Regions from separate parts of the Gossypium hirsutum genome. Here region 2 is linked to region 1. Evidence: chromatin contacts called from public Hi-C data. All regions are on one chromosome and are shown on one strand. The core of a region is the stretch at or near the end of the contact, and the rest is flanking DNA. Distances in the headings are between cores, read along the strand shown.

Evidence for each region. Hi-C and Micro-C count contacts between places; a contact is called where the count stands out from the background.
Region 2: a Hi-C map of leaf shows a contact between it and region 1, with 2.2 times the contacts expected there. The contact joins the promoter of LOC121202983 here to the promoter of LOC107920074 in region 1. A contact is called at or near these places in 4 of 34 Hi-C or Micro-C datasets (all in leaf).

What each region holds. Positions count from the first base shown.
Region 1 is chrD13:12,453,769-12,458,614 of Gossypium_hirsutum_v2.1, reverse strand. LOC107920074 (transcription factor MYB88) reads left to right here and starts at 2,769. Exons shown (of 12, transcript XM_016849593.2): 1 at 2,769-3,451; 2 at 3,571-3,617; 3 at 3,715-3,771; 4 at 3,905-3,977; 5 at 4,327-4,382; 6 at 4,505-4,684; 7 at 4,771-4,846. The coding sequence starts at 3,371.
Region 2 is chrD13:12,812,021-12,816,866 of Gossypium_hirsutum_v2.1, reverse strand. LOC121202983 (F-box/kelch-repeat protein At1g26930) reads right to left here and starts at 2,986. Exons shown (of 2, transcript XM_041108755.1): 1 at 2,309-2,986; 2 at 1-1,764. The coding sequence starts at 1,627. The coding sequence ends at 83.

The DNA of each region.
Region 1 (4,846 bases), core at 1,520-4,019:
TTTGACGGGGGCATGAGCCAGCTCTTTAAAAGTCGGCATATGAATGCTTTATTCTGACTTTTTTAGGTTTCCTATTTCCTTTTATCCCAACCTTTTTAAAGGTCGACCTTGACTAGATCTTTGCCAACCCTTGAATAAAGGTCGACCTAGGTTGAATTATGCCAACACTTTTTCCAAAGCGTCGCGATACCTATGCCAACGGTGCTAACAACGACAGTTTCAGAAACGTCGTGAGAATTGTCAATAGTGCCTACGCCAACCTTTTTTGCATCGTAGGCTTGTTTTATTGTAGTGAAAGTAACTTGTGTAGTTGGAAAGAAGAATTATTTATTTTTTAAAAAATATAATTTTTTTATTTTTTATATCCATTTACGGTTCATGTTCGGGGTTCATGGCTGTCTCTCCCAACAATGTAATCTCTAATGTTTAAACCTGTGTCTCCCTTTAAGAGTGCAATATGCCTTACCACTACACCCAACATTCTCTTTTTCTTATTTATTATCACTACTTTATACAATACCTTTTGTAACTACAACATCGTAAAAAATGTTTAATTTTAAATTTATTTTAATTTCTATTGAATTAAATTTTAATTTAAATATAGACTAGATATTTAAATATATTTATTTTAATCATATATTAATTTTGAGATAAATGTATTAATTTATTTTTTATTTAAACTAAAAAATTAATATTATTTAAAAATAAACAAATTAAAATTTGTGTTTATTAATAATATATATCATTGTGATTTTTTAAAAAAAAAACTGCAATAGAATTTATTTATATAAGAAAACAACACAAACTCATAAAATCTTAAATCTTAAATATCACCGTGAAATATTAAAATTAACAATATTTATATTTTTTTGACAGGATAATTTCAACATTTACCATTATATTATTAGCAAAATGTTTAGTTAATTAATCCTATTAGTGTAACTTACCTTAAACTTTTAAGAAGTATTTTTCTTAATGTTTTAATGTTATATTCTATTAGTTCGAATAGTTGTTAAGAAACAAGCCAAGTATTTGAAGAAGTGATAAAGAACTAGGCACTCCTTCATTGTTGAAAGTAAAACAGTAAACAAACATAACAAAAAGGAGTTGTTTATGCAGTTTAATTTCCCTACGTTTGTAGAGCCTAATTAAGTGAAAAATATCCATTATCTTTAACAGTTATAGCTATTGATCCTAATCTATCACACACCTGTGACAATTTTCCTCACCTTTGCACCTTGAGGAATGGTTCTCTCACCACTAAATTTATCGTTATAAATCCAACAAGTAAAACCACAACATGTAGAGTTTTACTATCAATGTGCATTCTTACAATAAATCTCCTCACAAGGACAGATTAAGTGCTTAATTCTCTCAGTACAATAATCTATATAAGTCTCTAAATTACATAGAACATTTTGAGACTTGCTAACATAAAAAAGATCTATATAAATCCCTATTAAACAACATTAATAGAATAAGCTGAAATACAATATAATAGCAATGAACAATGTAAACATGAACTTTTGGTAGTTAAGAATGTAGTGTTCCAATCCAATCCAATATCCACGATCCAAAGTATTAAATAGGGTGATTTGATTCGATCCGATCTCCAAAATATACTTCTCCAAGTGATATAATCTTCATTAATAGGCTAGATATCATTATTATACTCAGCACAACCTATAAATACCATTCAATAAATTACCAACATCTCAAATATAACAACTATCTAAAACAGTTGGAGTTGAATTACCAATTTCATATTTTTTTTCCTGATCATATTGTAAGATGAAAAATTATAAAACGTGATCTAAAAGGGTGATTCATGGTAAAATCATACAATTTTCTTCTTTATAAAAAGACAAAAGATATTTATTGTGGTTTTTATAACCTTCCAAAACAATGAGCAAAAGAGAAGTTTCCTATTTGAAGAGTGTAGTTTCGTATATTTTGATTTACAATTTTTGTATCTTTCCCTCTAAAACCTAAATATTTTTATCTGCTTCACATGAAGAGAAGTGACAAAATCTATTGAATGAAAGCAACTAACCCCAGTTTACTTTAGGTGTTATATATATATATATATATATATGCATGTGGCATTTTGTTTTATATTGTTGTAAACTTTTTGGTCTAAAAACATTAAATAAATTAATTGGATATCTACTAGTTGAAAATGTGTATATATTTCAATAATTATATATATATAGTTTTTAAATAATTAAGTATTCATTTACAAAAACTCATTTATATTTACTTATAAATCATAAGATATTTGCACTATATATTCTCCAATTGCGGTGAAGATTTTAAATTCATCTAAAATTTCAAAAAGGTATTAGAATACTTCTATCAGCTTAACTTTTAGCCCGAGTATTAAATTGAAGTGATTATGTATTTATTATATAGAAAATTGAATTTGAAAGGTTGAAAAAGAAACCCTATCCATGCACTACATACATATGCTTTCAATTTTGATGAACATATTTTAAATATTTTTATCTCAAATTCGAGTTAATATTTAAGGGAGATAATAAAAAAAAAAAATGGGGATTGCGTGGAGAGAGCACAGTGGGCTTAGTCTGCGAAGCATTCATTAAAAGCACAGCCAATATCATGAAATTCAGCGTTATTTATTTATGGATTTGCTTTTAAATTTTTTTAATTTTTAAAATAATTTTCAAACTCTCCCTTCATACCCGCGCACTAAAGCAAGAATCCGTTGATTTAAATTAATATTTTTAACCCCCTTTTTTTTTTAATTAAGAAAATCAAAATCCAAACGCCTTGAAAGAAAGAGAAAGTATTAAAAAACAAAAAACAAAAAAGTTTCGTTCTTTGAAAGAAACCCAAAATAATTTTCATCAGTCAGTCTTCATTTTTTCCCTTATTTTCTCATCAAAGTTTCAATCCTTTCTCCATTTTAGATCTACCCCGTTTGTTTTTTCAATTATACGTATATAAATGTAATTTTGAATAAAAAAATCCAAGCTTTAATTAGCATTTAAATTGCGGGGTGGTATTTCCCAAATATATATGGAAAAAGTTAGAATCCGAGGAATGGTGTAGGAGAGGGGGACAAGCAAAGCATAGAGTTCTTGAGAGTAATATGGATTCCATTTGAACCCAACTGTAAGCTGTGTTGTGAAAGAAAAAAACATCAAAGAAAAGAAAAAAGAGAGGGAAATGGTGGAAGTGTTGGTTCCTTTTCCAGGGATTTAAGTGTGTTTTTTTCCCCCTTTTTTCTTTTAATAAAGGGGTGAGAAAGGGGCTGCCTTTTTAGCATATGCCACTTGGGTTTTTTAATAAAAGGGCAAGGGAGCGTCAATAAGAGATAAGTGAAGGCAAAAACAAAGTTTTAAAAAAAATGCAGGAAACAAGGAAGAAGAATGGTGGCAATGAAGATTCCAAGAAGAAGGAGCGTCATATAGTGACATGGACCCAAGAGGTTTTCTTTTTTTCTTTTCTTTTTCATTTATTTATCTATTTGTTGATTTATTGACATGATATGTGTTGGAGTTCTTATTGGTTTGATAATGGGTTCTTTAATGGGGATTGTTGTTGCAGGAAGATGATATCCTTCGTGGACAAATCAGTTTACATGGAACTGAAAAGTGAGCTCTTTGCTATATTTTTAGTGATGAAGGAAATTCAAGGGGGTTGGTTTTTGTTGATGTTTTCTGTTTATCTTGGTTGAATCTTTGAATGCAGCTGGGCTATCATTGCCTCTAAATTCAAGGATAAAACAACAAGGCAGTGCAGAAGGAGGTTGGTTTGAATACCATGATATGATCAATTTTGATCATAATGATCTTTGCATTTTGATCCAATTTTTTGTGATTTGATCCTTTAAAACTGATATAATATGTTTGTTTTAATGAAAAAAAAAAAACAAACACAGATGGTACACATACTTGAATTCAGATTTCAAGAAAGGAGGATGGTCACCAGAGGAAGATATGCTTTTATGTGAGGTGATAATCTATTTTTGTATGGTCTACTTTCATTTAAGTTAATGGGGTCAGACTTCTTTTTTTTTTTTTCAAAAACTATTAAATGGTGATTTATTTGGAGGAAATTTGCTACTTCGATTGATCAGTTGTAGCAGGCCATTGCATGTTACTGGTACAGTAGGTGTTTGAATTTTCCAAACAGAAAAAAACATTTAGAGGTAGGCCAGACCATTTAAACTAATTGGAACACAGTTTATGTCATTCAAAAAAGTAGGAAAACAACAACCACTAATTTCGGTTTGGATAAGTGTGTTTTTTTCTTAAGTTGTTGAATATGGGTTCTAAGCAGATGACTTATGGTGAACTGCAGGCACAAAAAGTCTTTGGCAATAGATGGACTGAAATAGCAAAGGTGGTTTCAGGCAGGTATACATATGTTTCCTCATTTTTTACTTCAAAGAAGGCGCAGTTTCGGGATAAGGGAAGGGATTGCAGAAGCTAAGATTCGAACCCCAGACTTATTTTCATTGATTATGTTATTAATGCAGAACGGATAATGCTGTTAAAAATCGATTCTCGACACTATGTAAGAAGAGAGCCAAATATGAAGCCTTAGCAAAAGAGAATACAGCAACATGTATAAACCCAAATAACAAAAGAATTTTACTTCAAAATGGGTTCAATTTAGATGGAACAGCAGACTGTACTGATTCTGTCAAAAGAATGAGGTACATTAAATTTAGAAATGTACATACATAGTGATGATCGACAATTATTCGAAAAATTGAGAACCTTTTATTCTATCCATATTCAGGAGATCCCACGTTTCTGATCTTACTGAAAACTGCATCTTTGGAGATAGATCACATAGAGTATCTGGAACAATGATG
Region 2 (4,846 bases), core at 1,737-4,236, 360 kb before region 1:
TTTAAGGAAAAACCGATGGTGCAAACCCCAGTGGCAGCGCAGCACCATTCAACCGCACGAGATGCCACCAAATTCTATCTCTCTAGCATCCCATCACAGCACAATTATACACAAAGTTACCCAACTGCTTTCTGGCAAGCAAGTTCCATTGGGGAGGCCTTTCGCTCGGAACCCATGAATTGATCTCAATAAAACCTTCACCTAAAGCCCTAGGTCCACCAATCACTATAAGGCGATCTCCACATGCTCTGAACGCAAGCCCCCAACCATTCATCGAAACTGCTCTTTCTGGCAATCTTCCAATAGTCAACCATGAGTTCCCCTCCTTATCATACTTCTTTACCTCCATGCCAGCATGATCAGCAGCATACAGTTCATTATTAACAACTGCAACCAGAGGGGGTGCCACAGCTGCCGCAGGCATCTCTGCGGCCGCTCCACTTCTTCCAGGAGACATATTGGGAATTTCAGTCCACTTTTTTGTCTCTAAATCATACTCCTCACCACAAGTGAGAACCCGTGCATCCTTCCCAGCTCCACCAATTCCTCCAATCACGTAAAATTTCTTATCCATAAATACACCACTACACATCTTCCTTGGCTTATTCATGCTAGGGAGAGTCTCCCATTTCTGAGTCTCAGAATTGTACATTTCTGCAGAGCTCAGGATATTACCCTGAGAGTCACAACCACCAGCTAAAATTGCAATTTCTCCAAGACTAGCCGATCCAAACAAGCACCTCGGAGCATTCATACTGGTCCCAGTAGTCCATGAGTTCGTCAGAATACTATACCTATATATAACCTGGGAAGTTACCTCCTTCCCAAATACAAGCAATTCAGTTCCAACAGCCAAGGACTCCTTATCCGAGAAAATGAAACATTCATTGGGAGGCATCCTTGGCAAATGCATCCACCTATGCCTAATTGGATCAAATGCCTCCCATTGAAGGAGGTGACAAGAAAAGTAAACCCAATGCTCAACAACACCGTTCTGCCTCCTCAACTTATAGATCTCCCCGCTCCTGATTAAGGAGCGAAAACTCCGATTCAATGAGGCAATGGAACCATAATCAGACCTCGAGCACCTAATCAGACAACTGATGGAATTATCTCTCCCAATTGGTTGGATTAATGCATCCAAGTCTGACGAAGAATCCCCAGCATGACTCCGATGACCATCCCTGGGAGAATCAGAAAAGCTGCTATCATCATTTTCACCATCATCCTCAGACTGTTCCTCTGGTGACTCCTCCACAGAATCCGACAGGCTGTCACTGTCTGATTGGTTAACCAAATCCGGTTTGTCTAGACCAATGGAGCAGTGGTGGATAAGAGAAGAGTCTGTATCCGAGGAAGAATCAGATCGCTTACTATCATCACCGGATTGGTCATGAGAACCTGGCAAGAGAAAGTCACCTGAGTCTTGTGGAGAAGAAGCATTAGAATTATTATCGTCACTCGAGGAATCATCAGAAGATAGCTTCGACAACTTGGTTTCCTGACAACCATCGGATTCGGAGAATTCCCGTGGGCGCTTCCCATTGTACATGTAAGCCCACTTCCTTTCTTCCTGACAAGAGCTTGCAAACACCAAACAGGACTTGCAGCACCGGTTCTCCAACATGACTCTTTAGGACCCCCTCCCGACTTCAGACGGGAAAATCCCCAAAAATAACAATGGGAATTTTCAAATCACTGTAACAACCACAAATTTTATTTCTCCCCCCAAAACATAACGCAGCCAAGATTAACAAATTCTACCTATTCAGGAAAACAAGGGGCAAACAAAGGGAGCAGTTTCAGATAAATTTTCAAAACGATAAACCAAACCAAACAGGAATTCGAATCCAATAAAACAAAGATCCAAATTCAGGCTTATAAAATGAAAAAAAAATATTCAGCGGCAAAAAAAAATAAAGAAGTCAAAAACAATAATTAAACATAAGCAAATTTGGTTAAAACAAGAACAAAAGAATTCACGATCAAACAAAGCTGAAGAAAAATAAGTCCCAGATCTCAGAATTTCATTGAAGGCAAACAAGAACAAAAACAAATAAAATAAAATAACAATCAGATTCAAACTAATAGAAGAAAGGAAAGCTAATCAGATCTGTTTATAATTTCATTAATATCATCTCATAATTTCATTAATACCATCTCATTAATTAGTAGATAAACACAAAGAGATAAACGAAATAGAAACATTAAATTTAAAAAAAAAAAAGAGAATAATAACAAAAGCGAAGAAGTGACATATAAAGGAAATGAAAAAAGAATCATAATACTAATGTTGCGAAGAACTTACTGATTGGATAAGAAGAAGAAAAAAATGAAATGAATCTCTTTCCGTCAAAAAATTAATACACCGTCTCTTTTCTCTTTCTTTTCTTTTTTTTTTTTTCAGTTGTTGTTCCTTTGATTTGCTGTTGTTCTTCGCGTTCTCGTGTTTCTTCGTTTAAATTTTTTTTTTCCTCTCTGTTTCTCTATAGGCTGGTTAATTTGTCCTTTGGATTTTCTCTGCAAATCAGAGCGAGGGAGCTTTGGTTTTGGCTTTGCGAGCAAAATCTATAAGAGGCCCCCTTTATCTCTCTTTAAACTTGCTCTCTCTCTTTCTCTCTCTCCAAAAAAATTTTTTTTTTGCTTAATGAAATAAAATAAAATAAAATACGTTTTTACGTTTTGTTTGTTTTCGGCAGTCGAATTATAAATAAAGGGAAAAAAATAAAAAGAGAACGGGAGGGTGGTGGTGAGGGAAAGGCAGGGCAGGCGGGGGGCGGCGGCGATGGTGGCGGTGGTGGGACCTATAAAAAGGGGGAGGGGGAGTGAAAACCGGTAACCCGTTAGCGCCGGTTTGACACGTGTTGACTATGTGATTGATGATGATGAGGCGGAGGAGGTGATGGAATAAAAACTGTCCCTCTCTCTCACTATCTTTTCTAAAAAAATATATTAATTTAATGGGAGAAAATAGATTTTAGGTACCCCTACGCCTTTTAACAGTGCAAGTAGTAAATATATGAATGGGGGGGGGGGATGGTCAAATCTCTGCCTGCCAGCTTCCGTTAGTGGAGTTTTTATCCCCTGCTTCTGCCGTTTTTGAAGACAAATTAAGCTCCACACTAATTAAGTAATTATCGAATTGACTAGTCAAATTACACACTACAATTATCCATCATCACTTCCGTAATCTTAATCTTAATCAAAATCATAATTATCCCTTAATATGATACTTTAAGCACGTCCACATATTTGGTTTGCTTTTAATCCCATTTTTTTCCTACAACTACATTATCTTAAAAAAAAAAAATCAAATTCCAGATTCACGATTCCACAAATGGTTCAATCTTTCGAAAGATTTAAATAATATATTTTAAGTTAAATTATGATTTCATCCGATTTAATCTTAATATTTTAATTTTATATAATATTAGTAATTAGTTTTGTGCTAAAATGATTTCTTTTGAGAAAAATTAATATTAGTATTTTAAACTAAAATAGTTAACAGGTTACTTGGACAAAGCAATGATATTATAAAATTAGAGGATCTAATTATTCCAAATTAAATCATAAGGAGTAAAACCATAATTTGAACAATATTTTTAAATAAAATAAAAAAGGTATTTTTCAAGCCAAATTAAAGATGAGGCCAAAAATAACCATAAACAGACCTAACAAATTTGAGTGATTTCTCAATTTGCAAAAGTTATTCTGCTAAATTAGCTAATTAGGTGGGAAAAAAGCACATTAACAATGGGCAAATTTTATTGCTAATTACGGAAACAAATATATATTATTATTGTTAAGAGTAAGCTGTGGGTTATTTCCTTTAAAAGAAAATTGTCGAATTTAAAGCCATTTATTTGGAAAATAATAATAATCAAGTTTTTTTTATTTCACATTTGAAAATTTTGAAATTTCAAATTTGAAAGAATTATTTATTATTTTTTAACTACATTGAGTAAACAAATATTTTAAAAGATAATTTACTTTTATAATAAAAATCATGCAACAAATGTAGGAGTGTTTTTTTTTATTCCTTAATAAAGCATCACGTTTTAAACACCCTTTTTAAACACCTGAATTAAATCAATAAGCAAAATGGCAACACTCCTAGCTGGCAATGCCAAAACTGGCACTTACGTTTGGTATAAGTTGATCCACCAATTTTGTGTTTATGTTTTTTTTTTTTTGAGGGGGGTTAAATTACCTTTATAAGGTTATATGAAAATGAAAATTCAAAATTTTAATATTTTTAAATACATTAATGATTAAATTGTTCACCTTTGGGATGCATCAAGTCATTAATTTTATTTTTTTAATTTTAAAATTAAATGAAAATTACATTAATTTAGATCAATATTGTAACATAAAAATTAGTGAGGTGCCAAATTAGAATGACAACACAAGTCACTAAACAATGACAATTAAGTACAAATAGAAAAACGCACCAAGATAAAAAAAAAAAAACCAAAATGGAAATAACTTTTAGAATCATTCGTTCCTATTGTTTTGATAGTTGTTTGTCGTAATTGTCATAAAAGTCTAATGGATGAAAAATGCACACAACAAAGATCGTTAAACTGGCAATACCGGTAAACTACTAAAGATGCATTACCACGTAGCATTTTAGCTTTGCTACCGCTAAACTACTCCGACAATTAACTATAATTGAGAGCAATAATGCTAAAAGTTCCTAAAAGGCTTTTAACATTGGCAATGCACAAAGGCAATCCACAAATGATTTAACTTCATTCAAAACTTTTTAAAAGTTAAACTAAGATAAACACTAAAAATTAAAACTCTTTTTCAAAAAAGGAGCATAAATTCGAATTTTAAAGATGCA